Linked DNA regions of Drosophila melanogaster: region 2 is linked to region 1. A link is a contact called in public Hi-C data. All regions are on one chromosome and are shown on one strand. The core of a region is the stretch at or near the end of the contact, and the rest is flanking DNA. Distances in the headings are between cores, read along the strand shown.

Evidence for each region. A called contact is a pair of places that touch in the nucleus more often than the background predicts.
Region 2: a contact with region 1 is called in a Hi-C map of the Kc167 cell line, with 10 times the contacts expected there. A contact is called at or near these places in 6 of 107 Hi-C or Micro-C datasets (the Kc167 cell line, cellular blastoderm embryo, embryo and 1 more).

What each region holds. Positions count from the first base shown.
Region 1 is chr2L:9,200,116-9,205,718 of dm6, forward strand. All of the region lies in intron 2 of tai (taiman), which reads left to right. Among named protein-coding and RNA genes, the nearest start is that of tRNA:Thr-AGT-1-1, 34 kb to the right of the region's middle.
Region 2 is chr2L:9,394,862-9,400,464 of dm6, forward strand. It overlaps CG4438, which reads right to left and starts at 3,127. Exons shown (of 2, transcript NM_001201824.2): 1 at 2,972-3,127; 2 at 2,138-2,903. The coding sequence starts at 2,885. The coding sequence ends at 2,316. All of the region lies in intron 2 of Shawl (Shaw-like), which reads right to left.

The sequences.
Region 1 (5,603 bases), core at 2,281-4,780:
TCAGCTGTGCGCGAAATTTCATGAAAATTGCTTCTGTATTTTCTCTCCACCGTGGCATTGTTTGTTTGTATGTTTTTTCATCGTATTTTTTTCGCGAACGTTGTTTCTTTATTGCAATTAAACATGCAATTTGAGGCCAGACCATAAAGCATACATAGGTGCAGTCTGCCCATTGTATCTCAATTCGAATGAATGCGGGGAATGCGTTTCGAGTGATTCACAGATTTTACTTTCATTGTGAAATAAAGTCAGCTTGAACTCTATGGTGGATATAGAGTGCTAATGAATGAATAAACTTGCTCGCAAAACTTCATAAAAAATCGTGTAAATTATCTCTTAAGTACTTATTTTGTACTAAAATATAACAAAAAAACTTAAAACTATGGAATGTTAGCAATTTAAATTTTCAAAGAAATCAAAAACAAGCTTAAACCAGTTTGCTGGTAAGAATGCCATATTATTCTTCATTGTAAGACCTTCTTTTATTTTATAAAATGCCAAGAGAATTCCTTAGTTTGTCTGTAAATTATTAGAAATGTGGCGATTGCCTGGCAGCTCTTTCAAGCGTCTGGGTCTGGGACACCACGCTTCAATTCCTCACTGCACACGCGGCGTATACGCAATGGCTAAAGGGGAATGAGATCCTCTTGCGGATTTTTGATGAAATGTCTGCGCTGTTCGGCTGGCATGATTTATGACGATACTATTGGCAAGATTATGGACACACGAAGAGCGAGACAAATGTGCGGCAGAGCGACGACAGCTGCAATTTAGAAATTAAATTTGCCATGCAACATTAAAAGAACTTCAAGTGCGGGCAGACGGAGGAAATTGTAGAAATTGGGGGAAGAAAAGACAGTGATTCAAAGTTCCTAAGAACTTGCAACGCCTTCGCCTTCTGTTGCTGCGGCTGTTGCTGCTGTTGCACGTTGTTGAAGGGGCGACACATGTTGTCGCTTTGTTGGCAGTGCTCTAATATCCGGCAGATACAGCCCGAGATTCGGGATAAAGATACTCTGGCTGTTGCCCTGCTGTTTTTTCGCTAATAATTCATTATCGCTGGCGCTTTGTATCTGTATCTATGTATCTGCAGCTGGTAGGTGTTGCCATCCAGAAGGCAAGGCGAGCCTTCCCCTCCTCTCGACCAAACTTTTTACGTTAATTAAGTGCAATAAACTGTAAAGCTAAGACAATGAACTTTTTCGTCAGGGGTTGATGCGTTATTTTTCTGTTTTTTTTTTTATCTCATATATACTTTTTTGTATACCCCGCGGTGACGTCATGGGAGCCACATTCATTTGGCTGACTTTTTGTTTTATCAAAAGGCGCAGAGTAGGTGGCTATTACGCTATTAAAGCTTCAAGTTTAATGTCCTCTAAGAGGGCATAACAAAGGTGAAATATTTCGCAGTATTCCGATGTAATATAATGGTTAGAACTTTGCATACATTTTTTAAGAAGCCCTTTAAATAAGAATTTAGTTCCAACCAATTTCAGCAATTTATTAGAGCTGCGTTTCAATGAAAAAAATAAATGCAATGGCTCGCAAAGTGTGCAGGGGAAAATTTCTCTCGCATGGCAACTGTTCAATCATAGGAAAAATTGAATTGCGAAATTCAGTGTAAATCTTTTGAATTAGCCAAACATCATGTTTCACTCAAAACGGCACGAACTGTAAAATATTCTAAGCGAATCGACAGAGTGAGTGTGGAAAATGGGGAAAATAGGGAGAAAGTGTCGGGGAAAATCGGAGCTCAGCAAGGACAGCCATCGAATTGACACAGCCTCAAAGCTTTTCGTGTTGCCATTATTGTCAACACTTGTGGAGCCTTGTTGTTGCCACCGAACATGTTGGTCCTTAATTTATGCCATTGCCAGTTGCTGCTGTTGTTGCTGCTGCTGCTGGCCTGGCCATCGTGTCCTTGTCTGTATGTGCCAAAGGATTTTCGAGGGCTCACCTTCGACCCAATAACAATGCCAGGCACCAGGCACCAAAGCCGCCTACCACCAATCGACCATCGACCATCGACCATCCATATTCCAGTCTCATTGTCAACTTTATTTTTCATTTGGCCGCATTGGCAGCGTCTTGTTTATGATAATTTTTTATGGCTTATTGTATTTGATTACACGTGCAGGTGTAGGGCGAACAACAATAACAAAATCAGCCAGTGGCGACAACACCAATGTCGGTACTTAAGTATATTGGTCTATGGCTATTTGTGGGTTTCTTATTGTTCGGGTGCCTCTTCCACGAGGTTTCCATTTCTTTAGAATTGTTTTCACCCAACGCATTGCTAATTCAATTTGGTTTTCTTCTCATTGCAGGTATGTATCGAATGAATTCGAAGAAAGTAAATGTTATCGTGATTAGTGTAAGTGTACCTTAGTTGGAAGATCAATGTTCCATAATGAAGCTGCGGAGGTAAAACTCTTAAATAATAATATTGTTTTAGTTTTTAGTGTCGACTTATACTGGCTTGAAAATATTAGCTTTTCTCTTCAGCTCCAGCGAGGAAGCCTTAAATCTTTTTTTTGAAGTTTGTGCAACATTTCCTTGGCTAACTTTTTGGCCGCAGGCGAGGAACAAGTTCCGCCAACATCTGTTGGCAAAGCCGGCCAAAAGTTGTTACCAACTTTCAACTGGCCAATTGCTCTTTGCCGGGCTGCGGTTGCTGTTTATCACAACTATAAATCTAAAATGGCATTTCCGTTTTTCATTAAGTATTGGCTCAACAAGAACTCATTTCATTCGAATCGCCCCCGTTCTTTGCCAGTTATCGGGGCTTATTAAAAAAGTTGCTCCAACCAATGCAATATGGGAGGAGCACTAAGATGGATATTGGATTGGATTGGATTGGATATTGGCTCGAACAAAATGACGTTATTTGTATTTGGTATTTGCTTTGGATTTATAACGCTCGCGAAACTCTGAAAGAAACTTTGCAGCAAGTCAGTAGAATCGTTTCTAAAGGGCCTTAATGCATGCTCTTAAAAGTGGCATGTTTACAAAATTATATACATTTTTTAAACTTCTTCCAAATAATATAATAATATTGTAACATGTAATATCCCCATTGAACTTAGACAAAACAATGCTTTTTGCTAAAGTATCTTGGGAATGCTTATGTTTAGATTATTGTTTATTGGACAACGTTTAATATTTCCTTTAATTACATGTAAGTCTAGGCAAATGAGTTTACTTAGAGTTTTATTGATGAATTTGTGTCCGGAATGGTGTTATACCCCTTATGAGAAGAGAAGCCCCAAAGAGGACTACGCACGCATGCGAGTCCCCCGTAATCCCCACTTCCCCATTACTTCATTCCACACTCTCTTACCCACACACACACTCATACTGGCTCCATTCCAGAAGTCCACGCTTACGTTTGTCTTATTTTTTCGCTTCTGTTGGCTTGCATCGCGTTCTATTCCGTCGTTCCGCGAGAACAGTTCTGCGTTCTGTGGGCAAAAACACAAAACTGCGACGCAATTCTGACGCTGAACTGTACAGTGGAGGACATTGACATTTTGCATTTTCGTTTCGTTAGCGTTTTTCGTTCGTTTCTCTGAGCGAACCGGTGAGAGAGGGGAACGGTTGGGAATAGCCAGAACACGTTGCCTTCTGACAGTTTTTATTTTCGTTTTTTCCTCTCATATTTTTATTTCCTTCCAGCCATAGAACAACTCATTAAAGTTGTGATAATGCGCGGGTTTCATGTTCTCACTTTTGAGAAATCTCGACACTTTTATGGAGCATTTTGTGGTGTACACGCCGTAGTGGGCAAGCTGCTAAAAACCTAATCCTTGTTTATTTCAGACTCATTCCCTCGATCTTTTTATGCGAAATTAATGGCATTCCTGTTTGGATCCCAAGATCTGCGGGAATCCCTGATGTTTTCCAGTCGCAAGAACTAATATATTCTACATCAAATATAATAAAACTTAAAAAGATATTTGATCTCTTCCCCGAAAACAGCTGTGTCCTATAAATTTCGCTTCGCCCACAACAAATTTGCATTAATCGATTTGTTTCCGTACTTCGTTTTTATTGTAATCAAAATAAACATCAATTCCCTAATGTGAATGTGTGAATAAATAATACCCATTTGCGTGCCTCTCAATTCGAATTTCGCATCTGAAAAATTCAGCAAACTATTTTCGCTCAATTGCTGAAAGCTCTCATTCTCATCTCTACACTCGTCAGTTTTGTGTGTTAATTAAAAATGCGATCTCTCGGGTGTTCATAAATCTTGTGGCTTTCATTAAAAAGTCTTTTACTTGATTTGATTGACCCATTGAGAGATTTATGAATGGGTACGAAATTGTGTTTGTAGAACATTTAATTAGTTCCTCGCTCTACTCACGTCATAATCGTGTGGTAACCTTATTTTGAGTGTACTTTAGTTTCCACGATGGGTTATGATTGGGTTTACTTGTCGTTTTTCATGTTGATAAGCCCATTGGCGGGGAACAAATACACATCTAATGGTTGTGGTTACATGAACATATTCGTATCTCAACCAGTGTGAAGTTCTTAGAAAAGAAACACATACATATTCATGTATTTATAGGCGAATTTCACATTTTTAGACCTACCAAACGATCTTTAGCTTAACTATAGCTCTAACCATTTCTTGTATTATCATTAGCAAAATAAAATATTTCATATTCTGGTAATTTGTGCTATCTCGACATAGTAACGTGCAAATAATGGACTTAAAACATCAAAATATTTCAAAGAAAAACTTATAAAATGGAATGCAAGTTTTTAAAATACTAGGAATAGTAAATTGAAAACTGTGAAAATGAAAAAAAAATATTTTAAGAAAATTGCCATGCAAATGGTATAAAAAGAAAGCAGTAGAAACATAAGTAATTAAAAGAAATTAAGAGGGTGAAAATGAGATAGATGGTTAGATGGAGCGGTAAGGGGCAGGGAATCCCACATGGAATTGAGACCCTATCCCAACCGGCGTTTTCTTTCTGCTTTTGACTTAGCTAGTACTGTTGTTGCTTTCTTTTGGCGTCATCATGAATGAGGCGAGATGACAATGAAACACACTGTGAAAGCTGCACGGCGACAAGGCGACACAGCCACAGCAGCTGTTTGGGTTCCCAAAGAAAAGCTTTCTCCGCGCAAAGAAATGCTGGCTTTGCAAAGGCAAAATGACGCAAGCGACAAAGCCACAAGAGCGGGACAGAGAGCGAGAGAGCAGGCGAGTTGCTAATTGGAGCAAAACAAACACAAACAAAATGGCAATGGGAATGTTCCAATATCCCGTTTCCATTTCGTTCCCACTTTGTTGACGTAGTTTCTGTCTCTGTGTGGAGCTTCTCTTCTTTTTTTGCACCATGGTTGTTGTTGTTAGGTAGGTCGTTGCTGTGGTATTGTGAAGGTGCGAGTGAGAAGGAGAGAGCATGGAGGTTGTCTCCACTGTTTTCAATTTATTATATTTTATGTTGGTCCTTACACAACTGTAACTGTAATGCGCCAGGATTTTATGCTGCTCTTTTAGGACTTACACGACCCCCTCTCTGTGTTCCTTTCTTTTTGCATAGTTTTTTAATTCTCTTTCGCCATCACTCTCTCTTCGTTCTTAT
Region 2 (5,603 bases), core at 1,877-4,376, 190 kb after region 1:
GTGCTGAAACCGGAAGCCAAACTGAAATTTGGGAATCGCTTTGGTAACATCCTTGCATGTGAGCAGCCTGTTTAGGATCAGCCTCTCCATAATTTTACCCAGAGATGGGAGTAAGCTGATGGGCCTGTACGAGTCAACGTCTGTCGGTGTTTTTCCAGTCTTATGGATCATAATTATGCTCGCCGATTTCCAAGCTTTCGGAAAGTAGCCAACATCAAGAACGCTGTTGAATATTAAGGCAAGGAACTGCAATGCTTGATCTGGGAGAAGTCTAATGGTTCTATTATCAAGAAGATCTTCTCCAGGAGCTTTCTTAAGTGGCAGCTTGGCTATTAAATTCTTCACTTCTTCCAGTGTGACAGCACTCGGAGGCAGGCTCATTTGAAAGGGCGATTCCAAGTATTCTTCAACCTGACGACAGAGACTTTCCGGTGCATAGTTATAGGGTGTAAAACGTTGCTCAAGGTTGTTAGCGAACACTTCAGTTTTTTCCAAGCTAGTGCGACACCAGCCACCAGACGGATTTTTGATTGCTGATTTTGGGGTGGGCTGAGCTTTGAACCGTTTCGTGATACGCCACAGTGAGTAATTTGTGCTCGCGTCAGCACCCAAGTTATCCAAGAAGGTATCTATTTGGGCCTGCTTTCTTCGAGCAAGGGCCTTATGCAGGCAGTTGGCCAGTCTACTGTGGATCTGTTGCATGCGGGGATCACCTGTTCTAGCATATTCTTTTCGAACTCTTCGTTTTAGCCTGAGCAGTGCCAATATACTGGGAGGAAGTTGAAGTGGTCTGGAGGCCTCTACTTCATGCCGATTTCTCGGTGCAGCAAGCTGAGCAGCCTCACTTAGTTTGCTCATGAAAAGGCTTGTGGCATTATCAATGTCCACCGCCTCCAGAATTTGCATATTTACCTCACTCAGCTGTTCAAGATGGGTTTTGAATATGTTTATGTCAGCATTATGGGCAAGTAGTCGTACGCGTTGTGGTTTCTTTAACGGCGTAGCGTGCAATACAGCCAGAATAGGAAGATGGTCCGACGAGAGTTCCTGGAGAGTTTGTACATCTAGCCTGCCCATGCCGTACCCACAGGTTATAAAAAAATCAAGGGCTGATGGTGTTAACAAAGGGTTGTAAGAGTAGAAAGTGGGTTCGCCCGTAGCCAGAACTTGGTATTGCCCATGTGCAATGACTTCTTGCAACATTTTACCTCTAGGACAGGATCTTGGGTTCCCCCACCATGCATGTTTGGCATTGTAATCACCACCAGCAATAAATTTGTTGCCTAACGCAGCAAACATGGATTTGAAGTCATCTACTATCCATCTTTCTGCTGGAGGTAGATAAACAGCAGCTACAGTGACGGTCCCAACCGATGTTTGCAGGTGCACTCTCGCTATCTGCCTGTCATTAGTAGAGATAGGTGTCAGAGGGCTGTGACAAAGTCTAGATTTTATGATGACTGCAGAGCCACCTCTACTGTTACCACTGGGGTGGTGGGCGTGATACATAAGATACCCTGGGAGATAGATGCGCTGACCAACTCGCATGTGTGTTTCCGTGGTAAGCATTACGTCTATATCGTGATCGCTGAGGAATATCCTGTAAACAAGTAAAAAAAATGTCGAAGGAAACTTAAATTGTTAAAGCCCAAAATTATGCACCGAATATTTCCCATTCTGCGCGATTTAGAAATCGCTCGGATATCGCTGGAAAATCGCAAGTACCCATAAGTGAAAAATCAAATTGCGTTCAACTCACTCAGCCACGCAATTGCATCGCACTTAACCCAATAAAGTGCCAACGATCCAGTTTCAGACCAGATGTGTCAGCATTTTGCCCCGAAGCCTCACATCCTCACACCCCCGTGTCAACCATGCGATTTCCTTCGTTGTTGGCCTATTACCTCCGTTGAGCAGGCTAAATGCTCTTACAGACACATTCTATGGCCATAATGCGATTTACGCACTATGGGATTAAACGGGATAAATGGTGAAAAAAAAAAGCTAAATGCAAAATGGTCTAGTCAAGTAGGGATATAATGTAGAAAATAAATCTACATGTGGCGAGACGAGAGAATACTAAAAAGAATATGTAAGTAACTTGTTCGCTCCAAATAATATAGAAAATATGATACAAAGGGTTTATTATTGTAGAATTTAAAGTTATAAAAGACCGCTTTGAAAAACTTTAAAAATTTTGAATGATTGTTAAATAAATAATTAATTTTAGACCCTTTCATGCATATTTCTTAACATTTTTTTTATTTATTTATTCATTCCCGTTTGGGGAATGGATGCTTTAAGAGATGGATTCTCTACTTGGCAAACGGCTTCTTGGTGACCACATTGGCTGCTTTCTTCTCCGCTTCACGCCTAGCAGCGGTTTCTTCGCGCTGCTTCCGGATCAGAGCCAGCCTGGCCAAGTCGGCCCTAGCCTCGGTGGTTTTCCCAGCTACATGGAGTTTCTCGTAACGCTTGCGAGCACTCTGATCTTGATCGCGGCGGGATAGCCCCGCCTTGGTCTGATCAAGCATAATGGCTGAAATCTTTTGTGGCCCCTTCTTGGACACCCGGTTGGGATTATCGATTTCAATGAGTGAAGCCACGCCCTTTCTGGCAACACGAGATTCCGTTTCGCAATCCTCGGAAGAACTGTCCACCTCATCTGACGACGATTTCTGATTGCGAGTCGCTTTTTTCAAGGTGCGATCCTTTGCTATGGAGGAGGATGAATTGGCTCCTCCCCTGGTTGCTACTTTCTCATCGCTATCTGAACCAGAGCCGCTGACTTGGTCGTAATCGTCCTCTGACTCCTGCCGCAGTTCCTCGGGGGATGTGAACTGGCGAGTGCGACCCTTGTAGCTAAGGAACTTTCCTCGTGGCATGATGATCCTATCGGTTTTCTATGTACCTGGATTATCATAAGTTTGTATGTCCTGCTGCTTTTTGCACAAGGCAAAGATAAACTTACGGTTTGTTTATGCCTTTTAGATAAACTTTTTAATATCACGTTGCTTAAACAACTATTAGCACAACTGCAAAGAGCCGTAGAAAATCTGATAGAAATGTGATAATTTCTGCGTGAAAACAAAATTTCAATAGCTGCTCAAACACACTTTGTTGTCTTCTCTTTAGAAATGTTTTGAATTAAAAGTCATGTGTTGCTTTTCTATATTTTAACACTTAAACAGAAATGCAAATGCAGTGCAACACATCAAGCTGAATAGTTAAAAATAGATAAATCGTGTGTGCGTCAATATCGATTGGCTATTTTATTTTAAGCCTTTTAATAGACCTCATCCACTGCCCAAATCAAGCCAGTAATTAAAAATTACTGATTACGGATTTGGTCGCCGCAGATGCCATCGATTTTCACGCCATCAACGGCAATAGCGTGAAAATGCGCAAAAATGCTGTTGCAGTCAATAAGGTGGAACTTTGTAATCCTGCCCACACCAGCAACATTCTGTTGCAACGACAACAGCAGGAGCAGAAGCTTCCATTGCTGCAACAAAAGTGAAAACGATGATGGCTTTGGTGCCACTTCAAATGGAAACGTTTCCACACATCATCCGACTGCTCGACAACCAGCTCGTCTGGTTCTAAGAATTCGCCGACTGTTGCAGGCCTTTTGTTGTTTGCCGAATGCAATGCCATTTCCGCGTGCGCCCCCTGGCCACGCCTCCTGGTACACATGTCATACACGAGGGCGGCAACATCAGTGTACTCATACCCTGTAATCGGTTTTTGACAAGGTGTTTCACTCGTTTTTGCTTTAAAAGAGTGTGCATTTCTTAAAATAATAAAGAAATCTTTAGTTATTTTTATGAAAAATCATAAAATCCTAAATAAAATACCATTGTTTGTATTTTTACCATAAGCACCTTATGTTGTTCTCTTTATTATGGCCCAGATAGTTACTGTTTTATATAAATTATGTCATTGGGCTTTTGGCATCTACCAGGTACCTAGATATCCGTTTCTTTTCGTCTGTGGCCCCGTCACCCATTTTTTTGTTTGCCGCGCTAGCCCGGAAATGTGCATAAAGTGGAAGTGTATTGCGCATTGGCGTGAGGAGAGCCATTGATGATGGGCCGGTACCCCCTTCCCCCCCCCCCCCACCACAGTGAACACGTTTATGTTCATATACCCCATTTGGGCTGGGACCCACTCCGCTCGGAATCTTCTGGGCATGCCGAGGGCGCCACAAATGCCAGACGAGACGCTGGCGAGGCTGATGAGTTGCCAGGCAGTGCATCGCCATCGCCATAGCTCTTGGCTATTAACTAGCTCAAATATTTGCTCAGGCAGCCGCGATGCACTAGACGCTAAAAACGTCTAACATGGCCAACACAAAGCAAACAACGCTCGGATTTTAAAAGAAGGCAAAAATGAGCGATAACGTGGATGGAAAAATGTCCTTTGGTAGCTAGAGTATGGCAACAACAAGCTGTGCTGCTTCAAAGGAACAACACTTTTGTGTTTGCGGAACACAAGCAGAAACCACTTAGAACCCGCAAAAGTGTTTATGGCACTCTTTAAAGTCGAACTTAAATTGGCTAGCTGCTAAATTTGCTTTTATCTAAGACAGTATAACACAACCAGTTTTATGTCTAGCTATAAAAATCAACCAATAAGATATATGGACTAGTTATTGCTATACACGTTACTCGTGTACTAGTTTATTGTTTTAAATAATACAGCACAGAATATAAGCTGTTAGTATTATACGTATTCAGGTTTCCATTAAATACGAAATTGCATTTAATTTTGTGCCTCAATAAAGTACAGTAAAATAATAGCCTTAAAATGGCTTATTTTGCTCTGCCTAATAAAACATCAAGAAACTCTTTCGAAAAGCTTAAGTTGAAAGTATAGCAACGCCCTGGCGTTCTTTATGAAGGGACTGTCGACAAAACAAATTTAGCCATAACTCCTAATGCCCCCCATGACCTAGGCGAAATTACATTGAAATATATGAAGACTTTCTCCTTTGGCAACGGAAACCCCAGCCCCCGGGGAGACCTTTGTGCGCTGATTGTAAAACCCTTTTTAATTAACTCGCACAAACTCGCGAACAAAACGCGTTCGCGAGTCACAAAGTAACACAAAAGCCCCAGCCAAAAACGCGTTTGCAAGCCATTTTTATTTGGCGCTACCAGAGGCTGAAAGAGACCAGGCCCAAACAGATATTTCCCTCGGCCATCGTCTCGCCTTCCCTTTGCCAAACATTTCTGAGTTTGTTTTTTCGCTCCCGCTCCGCCAGGACCTCGCATCCACATCCTTATCCAGCGCCCCTCAGCTTTACAAATTGTATTTCAACGGTTTCGCGCTTCATTAAAATTGCTGTTAAAATAACACACGCATAAGCGACGGGTGAAGGGAAGCGGAAGTCCTGGCACAAGGACGCATAGAAAAAGCTAGAGATACTCGCATGTGTGCACAGAGAGAAATATTAAGTGCCTGGTAAATGTGGCAACTAAATTTGAGTTAACAAAATAAATTGTGTTTCTTGTCACACAAAAATTAAATCACAATAAATTCATATCACTCTGTAATAATTAAGTGTCATCTTAAAATCCATATATTTTTGATAATAAAAT